Regions from separate parts of the Sus scrofa genome. Here region 2 is linked to region 1. The links are chromatin contacts, called in public HiChIP or PLAC-seq maps. All regions are on one chromosome and are shown on one strand. Each heading gives the region's core, a stretch centred on a gene start, on an enhancer-like site or on the middle of the called end of the contact. The rest is flanking DNA. Distances are from core to core; before and after follow the strand shown. Region 1 holds the start of FLII (protein flightless-1 homolog). Region 2 holds the start of FLCN (folliculin).

Region 1 (5,501 bases), core at 1,427-3,926:
CTGGAGGCACGGCGTGGCCTTGAGCAGGCTCAGTTCCTTCCAGCTCTCCTCCAGGCACGTGGCGTCCCCCTTGGCATCAGCCTCATCCTGAGAGCTGGTGGCCCTGTCGATGAGCTGCAGGCAGAGTGACATGGATGAGGGCATCTGAAGCCCAGGCAGCCGCAGCAGAGCCAAGGGCAAAGCGATCTAGGCTGGTGGGGCAGAGGCAGGTGTAGCCTCGGGCACTCCCACCACCCCTGGCCCACTCTGGCCAGCCCCACCGTACCCGCTTCACAGCCAGCGTGGCAATGCCCAGCACGGCAGCCCCGCCCACACCCAGCACCAGGCGGGCATTGGCCAGGAGAAAGTCCACAGCGCTGCCCAGCGCCTCGCCGTCACGCCGCTTGCCCCGATTCTGGGAGAACTCTGCCATGGTTGGTCCACCTGTAAGAGAGCCAGGGCACAGTGTAAGAGAGCCAGGGCACAGTGACTGCTCAGCTGGGGTGGGGGGGGGGCATGGCCAGCCTGTCAGCAGGACAGCAGGGTGACATCATGCCAGGGTCACTGAGTCAGGGGGCTTCCTGAGAACTTCTGAGAATGGGGCCACTTGCAGGGTTTCCTGGGAGGCCTCCCTGCCCAAGTGCCCCACCCAAACCTGCAAACAACCAGCCCCCCGGGTCTCAGAGGGAAGGCCCTGAGGCCCACGGCAGGGCAGGGAAGGGAGGCCACATCCATCCCACCCTCAGGACCCCCGACGTCGCCAGAGACCGTGAATGAGATGGATCTCACTGCCACCACCCCCACTTTGCAGAGAATCAGGTGGCTGACCCACACGGTGAGTGCAAAGCCTCTAGACCCTCACCCTCCCCACGGTCAGGTCCCAGGGGTGGCCTCGTCCTGGTTTCTGACCAGGGCTGGCAAAGCTGGAGGAAACCAAGGCCCAGAGAAGGCCACAGCTTGGGGTCCTAGCAGCTTGCCCTGAACCCCTCTCAGACCTTTGGGGTCACCTCAGTGAAGCTCAGGGGGCCTCAGCTATAACCCCCCACCCGCCAGTCTCAGCAGGGCAGCCCCCAGAGGCAGAACTGTCGAGTCTGAGAAAGCGAGGTCGCTGCCCCGGGGGTGGGGGCAGGAGCTACCTGCAACAGGTATGTGCCAGAGGAGGTTAAAGGCCCCACTGTGAGGGCAGCTAGCAAGGTGACTCAAGACTCCAAGCAGGGCTGGACAGGGGCCTCCCGGGTTTGGGACAATGCTGGGTTGGGAGGCCTCGGCTGCTGGGAGGCCAGGCCATGGAAGGTAGCTGTGGATCCGAGGCCCTGCGTTTGCTCATCTGCAAAGTGGTGCAGGTGCGCTAGGAAAGGTTTAAAGTAAGTGGCCTGGAAGGGATGAGCTGGGGTGGGACCGAGTGAAGAGGGTGTGACCAAGAGACAAGCCCAGGACACCAGTCAGACGGCCCGGCAGGACAGCTAAGGACGCCTGAGCAGATGACTCTTAGCTCAGAGCCAACTCAACCCCAAGGACTTCTGGCCGCCCTGCTTTGGGCGGGTGCCCGGCTCAGCTGCCAGGTAGGGCCTGCAGCCCCGCACCCACGCCTCGCTCCCAAACTAAAAATAGGAAAGACGGCCGGGGTTGACCCAGCATGGCCCTTGGAAGGCTTCCTCGTCGGAGATGAGTACTGCCACCGCCCCCCTGCCTGACCTGGGTCACCGCCCAGCTCCTGAGGGGGCTGCGCACACCCCAACCAGCGAAGGGGAGAGGGCGCGGCCGGGCCTCCCCTCCTCCTACAAGCCCCGGCTGGCGAGGGCACCGAGGCCCTGGGGACGCCAGGATGGACCCAGGATAGGACCCATCCAGACAGGACCCGAGCTCGGAGGCCAGCCCCAGCCCTTCACCAGTGGCCCTTTCCCGGCCGGAGAGCGCACCCAGGGAGGCCACGCCCCCACGCTCTGGCCGTACCTGCGTCGCGGCTTCGGCACACCTGCCGGCGGACACAGGGGGCCTGCTCGGGCCGCGCACCCCGGGGCCGTCCGGGAGTGGAACGTGAAAGACCCGGGAACCGAACGCGGAGGCCCGGGGGGCGGGCGCGTGCCCGGCGAGCAGACCGGCAGGCTCTGGCTCCAATCGGAGCGCTCGAAGCCTGCGCCCACGTGCCGCCCTGAGGCGCGCTCAGCCAATGGCGGCCGCGCGCTCCTCGGGGCGGGGCTTCCCGGCGCGCTGCTTCTTAAAGGGACAGGGCCGCGCTCCCAACCGCGACGGGGGAGAAGGCGAGCTTCCTTCTAGCTGGCACGCACCCTGCGGGCCTCTGGGTCTCTGTGGTCTGCTGCTGCCTTTCTCGTGAAGGGCACAGCGGCCTTGTCGCCTACTGGGGCTGCCATGTGCCAGCCAGGGGACGCCTCCCTCGGGGGACGAATGAGAACGTAACTGCACTCGGAGTCGCCTCCAAGCGCGGGCGCCGCGCCCCAGGGAGCGCTTCACGGGAGGCAGGCCCGCGGCTCTGGCTGAGGACCCTAGCATCCAACTCCCGCTGCCCCGTGCGCCCAGGCCTGGGTCCCGAGCCACCGGGGGCCCGGGAGCCAGCAAGCGCCGGCTGTTGAGCCTCGGGCGCCGAGGCCGAGTCCGGAGCAGAGGGCCCGGCGGCGGCGGCGGCAGGCCGAGGGGCGGGGCCGACGCGCGCCCCGCCCCGCCCCCGCGGCGCCCCGCCCCGCCCCGCCCAGCGCCGCCGGCCGCCCGCGCCCGCGCCCCGCAGCCTGCCGAGCTGCGCCGCCATGGAGGCCACCGGGGTGCTTCCGTTCGTGCGCGGCGTGGACCTCAGCGGCAACGACTTCAAGGTGAGCCCCCGGGCGGCGGCCGGGCCTCCCCCAGCCCGCCCCTCCGCTTCCTGCGGGCCCCGGACCCGCGGACCGGCTCGCTGGGCCTGGGCCCCGTCCCGAGCCGACCGCCGCGCCTCCGTCCCGCGCCCGCGGCGGGCACCCAGGCAGAACGCCGCGGGCGCGCGCGGAGAGCCCCCACCGGGCTCCGTCCAGGCGCCGGGCCCCACCCAGCCGGCCCGGGTCGGGAGCCTGTGCCCCCGCCTCCCCAGCCCTCCCTCCCCGCCCCTGTGAGGTCACACGCCCGAGCGGAGCCCTGACTCACGGCCGCGCCGCCGTCACTGCCCTGCCCCCTCCTGCCACCCCCATCCTGTGTGGTCTTGGGCAAGTCACTTCCCTTCTCCGAGCCTCGCTTTCTCATTCGAGGAAGGCACTTGAGATTAGTCTTCCGAAGGCAGGGATGCGTTTTCGTGGCGAGTGCGTCTGGCAGGTGTCGAGACCCAGGCGGCAGTTGTTTGAACAGCTGCTGAACTGAACAACCTGGGTCTCAAGGACCAGGCACTGGGGATGAGGGAGGCTGTTTTGGAGACCGGGAACCAGGCGGGCAGGGCTGGGCACCGGAGAGGAGGCGGGGCAGCAGCAGAGGCCAGAGTCAGCCTGGCTCCAAGAGGGTCATCTCCTCGGCAGGATGGGCCAGTGGGCAGACTCCGGCTGGGGTCAGTATAGTGTCAGCCCGGGTGTGCAGGGCCCAGCGGCCCAGGCTTTGGCTGGGACCCCGGGGTCGGGCCAGGGCTGAGGAGGCAGGCTTTTCTTCCTGCCTTGTTCCCTGTGTGCACCCTTGACCCTGTGCCCAGGCAGCCATACCACTTTCCTCTGCCTCCTGCCCACCATCCTGTCTGGGGGTCCCCACGTGTCCTGTACAGAGTGGGAGAGTCTGAGTCACCAGCTGGGAGTTGTAGCCGTAGGGGGAAGGGGACACCAGCCAAGGGCAGTGAAAGCACACACTGCCTAGGCCCCATGCCACAAGGGTGGGGGTACTGAGTGGGCATTTGGTTGTGGGAAGAGCTGCGAATGAGTGAACTAACCAACGGGGCTGAGGCTGGGCGACTGGCGGGGCTGGGGAGCTGTGTGCTGACGGCAGGGTGGGAGCACAGGTGGGACCTTGGAGAAGCTGAGGGGTACCCCTAACCCAGGTGCCACAGCAGGTTCGGGATGCCAGGCAAAGGCATGGAGCCCATCTAAGCACATAGTTGGGAGTGGCTGTGTCATCTGGAACAAGGCTTCCTGGGGCTGAGGTTCCAACAAGAGAGACGGGTCTCAGGGCAGCAGGTGTCTTGGATGTTAATTGGTGGTCATGACGCTTTTCCCCAGTGGGGGGGGTTTATGAATCCTGTGGGTGGGAAATTAAAGCACAGGGTGGCAAAGTGACTTGTCCAGGGTCACACAACCAGTCAGAGATGACTTTTGCTCCACAAGAGCCCCCATGGGCAGTGGAGGCCACAGGGGGTGGTAGAGCAGGGGCACCCCGTTTCCGGACCAGCGTCATCATGACGTACCACCTAGGGTGGCTACTTCCCTGAGAATGTCAAGGCCATGACCAGTCTGCGATGGCTGAAGCTCAACCGCACTGGCCTGTGCTACCTGCCGGAGGAGTTGGCCGCCCTGCAGAAGCTGGTAGGAATCTCTGGGCCAGCAGGGAGGGTCCCTGTGGATGGGGCTGGCCGGGCGGGCAGAGCCTGGGCGGACGACGCAGAGGATGCCAACGGCCATAGGCAGGGCTAGTGGGGAGGGAGTGAGCATCCCGTCCCCAGAGGAGTGCAAGAAGAGTCTGGGTCTGGGAGGGAGGGAGGCTACAGCGTGGACTGGGCCCCTGTGGCCATGGGGGGGTGGGTCTTGGGGCAGGGAGGGACACAGGGACAGCCCGCACACCCTGCTGAACCTCTGCTCCCCTGTCCCTGCCCAGGAGCACCTGTCAGTAAGCCACAACCACCTGACCACGCTTCACGGGGATCTGTCTAGCCTGCCATCGCTGCGGGTGAGTGCTGCCCTAGGGCGGGGGTGAGGGCAGGACCAGCGCCTCCGTCCACCCCGCGTCAGGCTCAGGGACCCTCTCCTGAAGTGGGGGAAAGGAGGCTTCCTTGGGTTAAGTAACCCGTGAGGGAAAAGGTAAAAATTCAAAATGCCACCTGTTGTAAACAACTACGTAACAGCTGATGCTGATTAAGCCCCTTGCCACCCCTCCCAGAAGGGCTTTTTCACACAATCCCCGCGCCCAGCAAGTTCACAGCTGAGGATGCTTGGCCATGGAGGCAGGTCCCTGGCCCAGGATCAGCCCGCCAGGCAGTGGGAGAGCTGGGCAGGCTGGGGTTGGGCTGGGAGGGGAGGTGCTCATGATGGCTCAAGTGAGCTGCCCTTAATCTGGGCTGTCCCGGTTCGCATCTGCGTTCTGTCTCTTCTCGGCTAGGTGGCCTTGGACAGGTCCCTGCCGCTTTTCGAGGTGGTCCAGTGGTGACTGCTGAGTGGCCCCGCATGGGCTTTAGGGCGGGGCGGGCAGCAGCGGTGGCCGCTCTTACTCCTCCTGTCACTTGAGTCCTGATCCTGGTCCCCCCCGCTCAGCCATCCTGCACTGACCTCATGTCTGAAGCGTGAGGCGGTTGCAGGTCTGAGAGGAGAGGAAAGCAGACGTGCTCCCAGGCTGCGCTCTGACCGGGTTTGGGT
Region 2 (5,501 bases), core at 1,825-4,324, 550 kb after region 1:
TCACGGGGACTCCCCTGTTCAAATTCCGCCACGGGTCAGTTTCTGATTCTCTCCTATCCCTTCCTTTCAGAAATTCAGTTTGGGATTTGTAAATTTTTTTTTTTTTTTGTCTTTTTGTCTTTGTCTTTGTTGTTGTTGTTGTTGTTGTTGCTATTTCTTGGGCCGCTCCCGCGGCATATGGAGGTTCCCAGGCTAGGGGTCGAATCGGAGCTGCAGCCACCGGCCTACGCCAGAGCCACAGCAACGCGGGATCCGAGCCGCATCTGCAGCCTACACCACAGTTCACGGCAACGCCGGATCGTTAACCCACTGAGCAAGGGCAGGGACTGAACCTGCAACCTCATGGTTCCTAGTCGGATTCGTTAACCACTGCGCCACGACGGGAACTCCCTTTTTTTTTTTTTTTTTTTTTTGCCACACTCAAGGCATAGGGCAGTTCCCAGGCCAGGGGCTGAAACGGAGCCACAGTGGGACCTACGCTACATCGGTGGCAACACTGGATCTTTAACCGACTGCCACGATGGGAGCTCCTGGATTTGTAAATTCTGAGTTTCTGGGTTGCACCATGAAAGCAGTGAATTTGTAGAAGAAAACTGTTATTTGCATGTAAGTTCGAGCAGTTGCAAAGAGCCCAGAGTAAATAAATGGTAAATGAGGTACTTGTGAACAGGAAGATGGGGCAGGTACTCTTTGTAGGCACTTAAGTTATTTAATGGTGACATTGCTGCACAAAGACAAAATCCCATCTGTAGCCTTTCCTAAATCAGAAGCTGAAACCAGAGCACTCAGGCTAATTGTAAAAGGCATTTAATAAGCCTCCATCCTCCAAGGACTGCTTATTATTATCATTAGACTGAAAAACAACCAGTTGGGATTTAACAAGCAGCTGGTATTGGATTAAAATACCAACAAGCTATCATATGGATTTAATTGGGGAGGAGAGGTAATTTTAAACAGTTTTCTTAAACCGCTCTGATAAAAAAAATGCAAAATAAACACTCGTTTTGTTTTAAGAGATAATATTGAATGACTAGTTCTTGCCTTGCAACTGGCCGGATACTTACATGCATTTGTCTGATAGCCCAAACCTCTGCAGGACGTACAAGTCTTGTGTGAGTTCCACCTTCTGACATATGACCCGTTACTTGCTTGCTGTTAAGCATAACTGAAAACCCAGGAAATACTGTTGTTGCTGGAAGAGGTGAAAGCTTGGATTACTATTTATAACAGGGGATCTATTATAATACTTTTTAAAAAATGACGTGATTAGACGTATTCAGTCGAGGAGTTCCCAGCGTGACTCTTGTGACTCAGCTTGTGACTTGGGGATTAATGAACCCGACTAGCATCCATGAGGACTCGGGTTCAATTCCTGGCCTTGCTCAGTGGGTTAAGGATCGGGCGTTGCTGTGAGCTGCAGTGCAGGTCAGAAGCCGCTGGGCTCCCACTTGGCTGTGGCTGTGGCGCAGGCCAGCAGCTGCACATCTGATTCAGCTCCTAGCCTGGGGACTTCCATATACTGCGAGTGCAGCCCTAAAAAGACCAAAACACAACAAAACACTAAAAATTGTGAAAGAACATTTGTCTTCCTGGTTGAAGCAGCAGGATATGCAGTGGGATTTCTTCCCTTTAAGATGTTAAGCTCCCTTTAAATAAAAGCAGCATGGCAGCAAAGTTTGGGAAGGTTGTGTTAAGTTCTTTACTAGTGTGGAAATCAGTTGGTCAGATTTATATTCAGAATTGCTGCTGTGTCATTTTCAGGGTGAGTTTTGTTTACTGTGACAGATGTGGGAAATTTTTCTGTTAGAAATTGAAAGGCCACAGACTAGGAGGCCGCAGTCATTTCTTGCACCTTTCCACTAAGGCTTTCAAAAAGCATTTCACAAACTCTGTAAAACTCAGGCGTTGATGACAGAAGTAAACCTAGAACTCCAAATCAGTATATCCCTGTGGGGGTTTTGTTGTTGTTGTTACTGCCCCCCCCCCCGCCCCATTTTAGGGCTGCAGGTGCGGAATACGAGGTTCCCAGGCTAGGGGCCGAATCCAAGCTCTAGCCGGTGGCCTACACCACAGCCACCGAAAAGCCAGATCACAGCCACCTCTGCGACCTACAGGAATCCGAACCCGCGTCCTAATGGCTTTGTTTCTTTCTTTGTTTCCGCTGAGCTGCGATAGGAACTCCTGTGTTACTGTTTGCTTCGGAAATTATTTTTTGACTTATCAGCCAGTATGCTAAGTTCTTGGCTGTCCAATATCAAGAGGAACTGGATTGCTAGGACTAGTTAATAATATAGGGGCAATAACTGGCCTCAAAACTCCATCCCCTGTAGCCCTTAATCTTCTACCACAAGGTGCCCATCTGCGCTTTCCTCGGCTCAGAAGTGACTCCCGTGATTTGTTTTTTTGCCGCGCTTCTGGCACGCGGAAGTTCCTGGGCCGGCAATCGATCCCATAGCTACGGCAGCGAGGCGAACCGCTTCAGTGACAACACCGGATCCTTAATTGCCTGAGCCACCAGGGAACTCTCAGACCCGGTGATTTTACCCTTGGTCTAGGGCGGTCCATTGACACTCCCTCACTCTAGGCCGCCTGGCATAAGGCACTGAAGCCTTTCGGACTGACCACTATACAGTCTGAACAAAAGACGCCCAGGTTTTAGAAGATTATCTCTGGATAACCACAGTTTTTAAAGTTTGGCGCACACGCTTTCCCGTCCCACTTTCCCGGCGGCGCGGGCTTTTTGCGTCACCCGACGGCCTTCTCCCTCGACGTCGCCCTCTGTTTACGTCAGCTGGCGGACGGCCCCATGCTCGCACGCCCCACCGAAGACCGGTTCAATCGGAAATTTAATAAAAACTAATGGTGCAAGCAAAGGGAATTACAGCGCCCTTTATGGAATCGCGACATTCCCTTTTTTGTTTCTTTGGTGTGCACTGGGAATCCTAGGATAGCTATATTTTTCAAGTTTTTTTTAAAAGGTTCTTTAAATTGAAGTACCCCTCTCTCCTGTAATGGTTTCCTCCGACATCCCCCGCCCCTCCGTCTGAGCGGGCGGAACCACTCCGGAATTTTCAGAGGGTTAGCGGGCTGGGGGTAGTGGCGACGGCGTTCTGCTGGACTTCGGAGCCGCCGGGCTCTCCGGGCCTTCCCGGGGTGCGGCTCCGCGCGTTTCCTCCGCGGCCTGGGCGGTGGTACGGCCATCACCCCCTCCGCGAATCGGCCATGATACAGTCCGCGCCCCCACCCGCGGCTTGGGCGGTGGTGTGGCCCACGCCCCCACCGCCTCTGGGACGGGTGGCACGCACCGCACCCCCTCCGCCAGGCGGGCCATGGTACGGCCCGAGCCCCCACTAAACCTCTGGGCGTTGGTACGGCCCGCACCCCCACCCGCGGCCGGGGCAGTGGTACGGCCCGGGCGAGTCACGCGCCTGGGGGCGGGCGCCGTGCAGCCGCGGGGGAGGAGGTGACGGCGCGGCCCCGGACCCCGAGGGCAGCCCCAGGGGCTTCAGGACTCCGCCGGCGTCTGGCGTCGCCCTGGTCTGTCCGGTTAGTTGACCCGCGGGTTCGGGGCAAGGGGAGGGAGCCGGCCGGCGAGGCCGGGCTGAGGGGCGCGTCGGCGTCGCCGCCCCCGCCCGGGGTCCCGCGGGCCCTGGAGGTGAGGGGCCGTCGGGTGTGGCGGGTGCGGTCCGGCGCGCCCGGTCGGGGGAGGCAGGTTCGGCCCGGGGGTGGGTCGCGGCGGCCCCGGGGGGCCGGGGGCCGGGAGGAGTCCCCGCGGGAGGCGATGGGTCGCCAGCCGGGGGACACCGGGCACAATCCGCGGGGGCCGTCGGGGCCGTCGGGGCGGACGTGTCGGGGGCACCAGCCTGTCGGTGGTTGAGTGCCGGTGCCCGCGACGCCGCGTGTGTCCCCTGTGTGTACAGCGAGGCTGCGGGCCGGCAGCCGCCCTGCGCCGGGTCCTCGCAGCGTCGGCCCTCTGCGGCGGCTGCAGTTAACCCCGGGCCTGGGGCGCACCCCGGGAGGGCAGCGTCGTCCCGCGCGCCGGCCCCGGCGGGAGGGCGGGGGTTGAGCTTCTGCGTGGAGTGTGAAGGGGAGGAGGCCGTCGGGCGGGCGGACGTTTCTGCCTTTTGCTCGGATCCTGGAAAGCCCGGGCGCCCGGCGGAGACGGGGGTGGGGTGGGGGGTCCATAGAGAGCTGCCCGCTGTTCCGGCCCCGGCGGCGGTTCCCTCCCCGCGGTGAGGCTTGGCCTGTGCAGCTCAGCTTCGGGCGGCGCCCAGGGGCTTCGGGCGGCGCCCAGGGGCTTCGGTGCCTCCTGGCCGTCGCCCGGCCGGGCCTGGAGACGGGCCTTTTCCCGCTTCCACAGGCGGCGGGCTCGCAGGCTTTGCCCTGGGCTGCCTCACTGCCCTGCGGTGGCTCCTGGGCCGGGGCCCCCGGGGACCAAAGAGAGGTCAGGCGGGAGTGTTTTTCACCTAAAGATTGACAAGGGGGACTTCCCTGCGGCCTCCGTCGCTGTCGCCACTGCGGCCCAGGTCACTGCTGCGGTTCAGGTTCAGCCTCTGGCTGGCGAACTTCTGCGTGCCAGCGGTGTGGCCGCAGAGAAGCAAGAGATGAAAAGCTAAGAGGAGTCGCCCGTTTTGATTGCGGATGCTGGATGCTGGGAAGGAGCTGAGCAAGGTCGCCTCAGCTCTCCCTTCCCAGAGCGGTCTGCGGTCTGAAGGGTGAAAGTGGGGGATGCGGCCGCTGCCCCCTTATGACCAGGACTAGCAAGGAGCAGCGAGGACTTTGTGTCTCTAAGCATCTTACGTTTGAGAAGGTCCCTTAAGTTTATTGCAAGAGATCGTTTGTGAAAAGTTGCTGTAGAGGCGTGAACTCAGGCCCGTCTTTGACCCCAGTGTCCCTTCTCCGTCAGCGGCTGCTTGAAAAGTGAGAACCACGGGAATCGCCAAGTCCTTTTTGGGGACATCCTAGTTTCACGTTGGCTGTGAGCCCCTTGAGTTGTTGCTTGTTGCTGTTAGAACCTGCTGTGACTTTTTTTTCCCTTTATCTAGAAACCCTCAGGTCCCAGAGCTGAAGAAAGACTGCTGTTGGGAAGCGGCCTGTCTCGCTTTGGCCTAGGCGCCATGCGCGTCCCGTGACTGCCAAGCACGGAGGTTGGTACTGCTGCTCTGCAGACGGGGTGAACCTCGGCCAGGTGCTGCCGCGGTGTGCGCCTCTCACTGGCGAAGGTCTCACTTGTCTTTTTTCGTCTCTCACAGGAAAATAGGGTCTTTTCCAAGCTTGATGCCTTTGATTACTTTGGGTCTAGGTATCTCTCCTTTTGAGGTTTTTTTTTTAGGGGTCGAATCAGATCTACAGCTGCCAGTCTACACCACAGGCACAGCAACGCAGATTCCGCGCCGAGTCTGCAACCTACATCACAGCTCATGGCAACCCACTGAGTGAGGCAGGGATTGAACCCACGTCCTCGTGGTACTAGTCTGGTTTGTTACTGCTGAGCCACGGCG

The links. HiChIP or PLAC-seq counts read pairs in DNA pulled down with a chosen protein or histone mark.
Region 2: a contact with region 1 is called in an H3K27ac HiChIP or PLAC-seq map of alveolar macrophages. The contact joins the promoter of FLCN here to the promoter of FLII in region 1. A contact is called at or near these places in 1 of 5 promoter capture datasets (liver) and 1 of 2 datasets of contacts at active chromatin or transcription factors (alveolar macrophages).

Annotation. Positions count from the first base shown.
Region 1 is chr12:60,473,046-60,478,546 of Sscrofa11.1, forward strand. It overlaps FLII (protein flightless-1 homolog), which reads left to right and starts at 2,677. Exons shown (of 30, transcript XM_021067983.1): 1 at 2,677-2,804; 2 at 4,347-4,457; 3 at 4,747-4,818. The coding sequence starts at 2,742. It overlaps MIEF2 (mitochondrial dynamics protein MID49), which reads right to left and starts at 2,650. Exons shown (of 6, transcript XR_002337405.1): 1 at 2,268-2,650; 2 at 266-423; 3 at 1-114.
Region 2 is chr12:61,026,112-61,031,612 of Sscrofa11.1, forward strand. FLCN (folliculin) reads left to right here and starts at 3,075. Exons shown (of 11, transcript XR_002337421.1): 1 at 3,075-3,546; 2 at 5,046-5,147.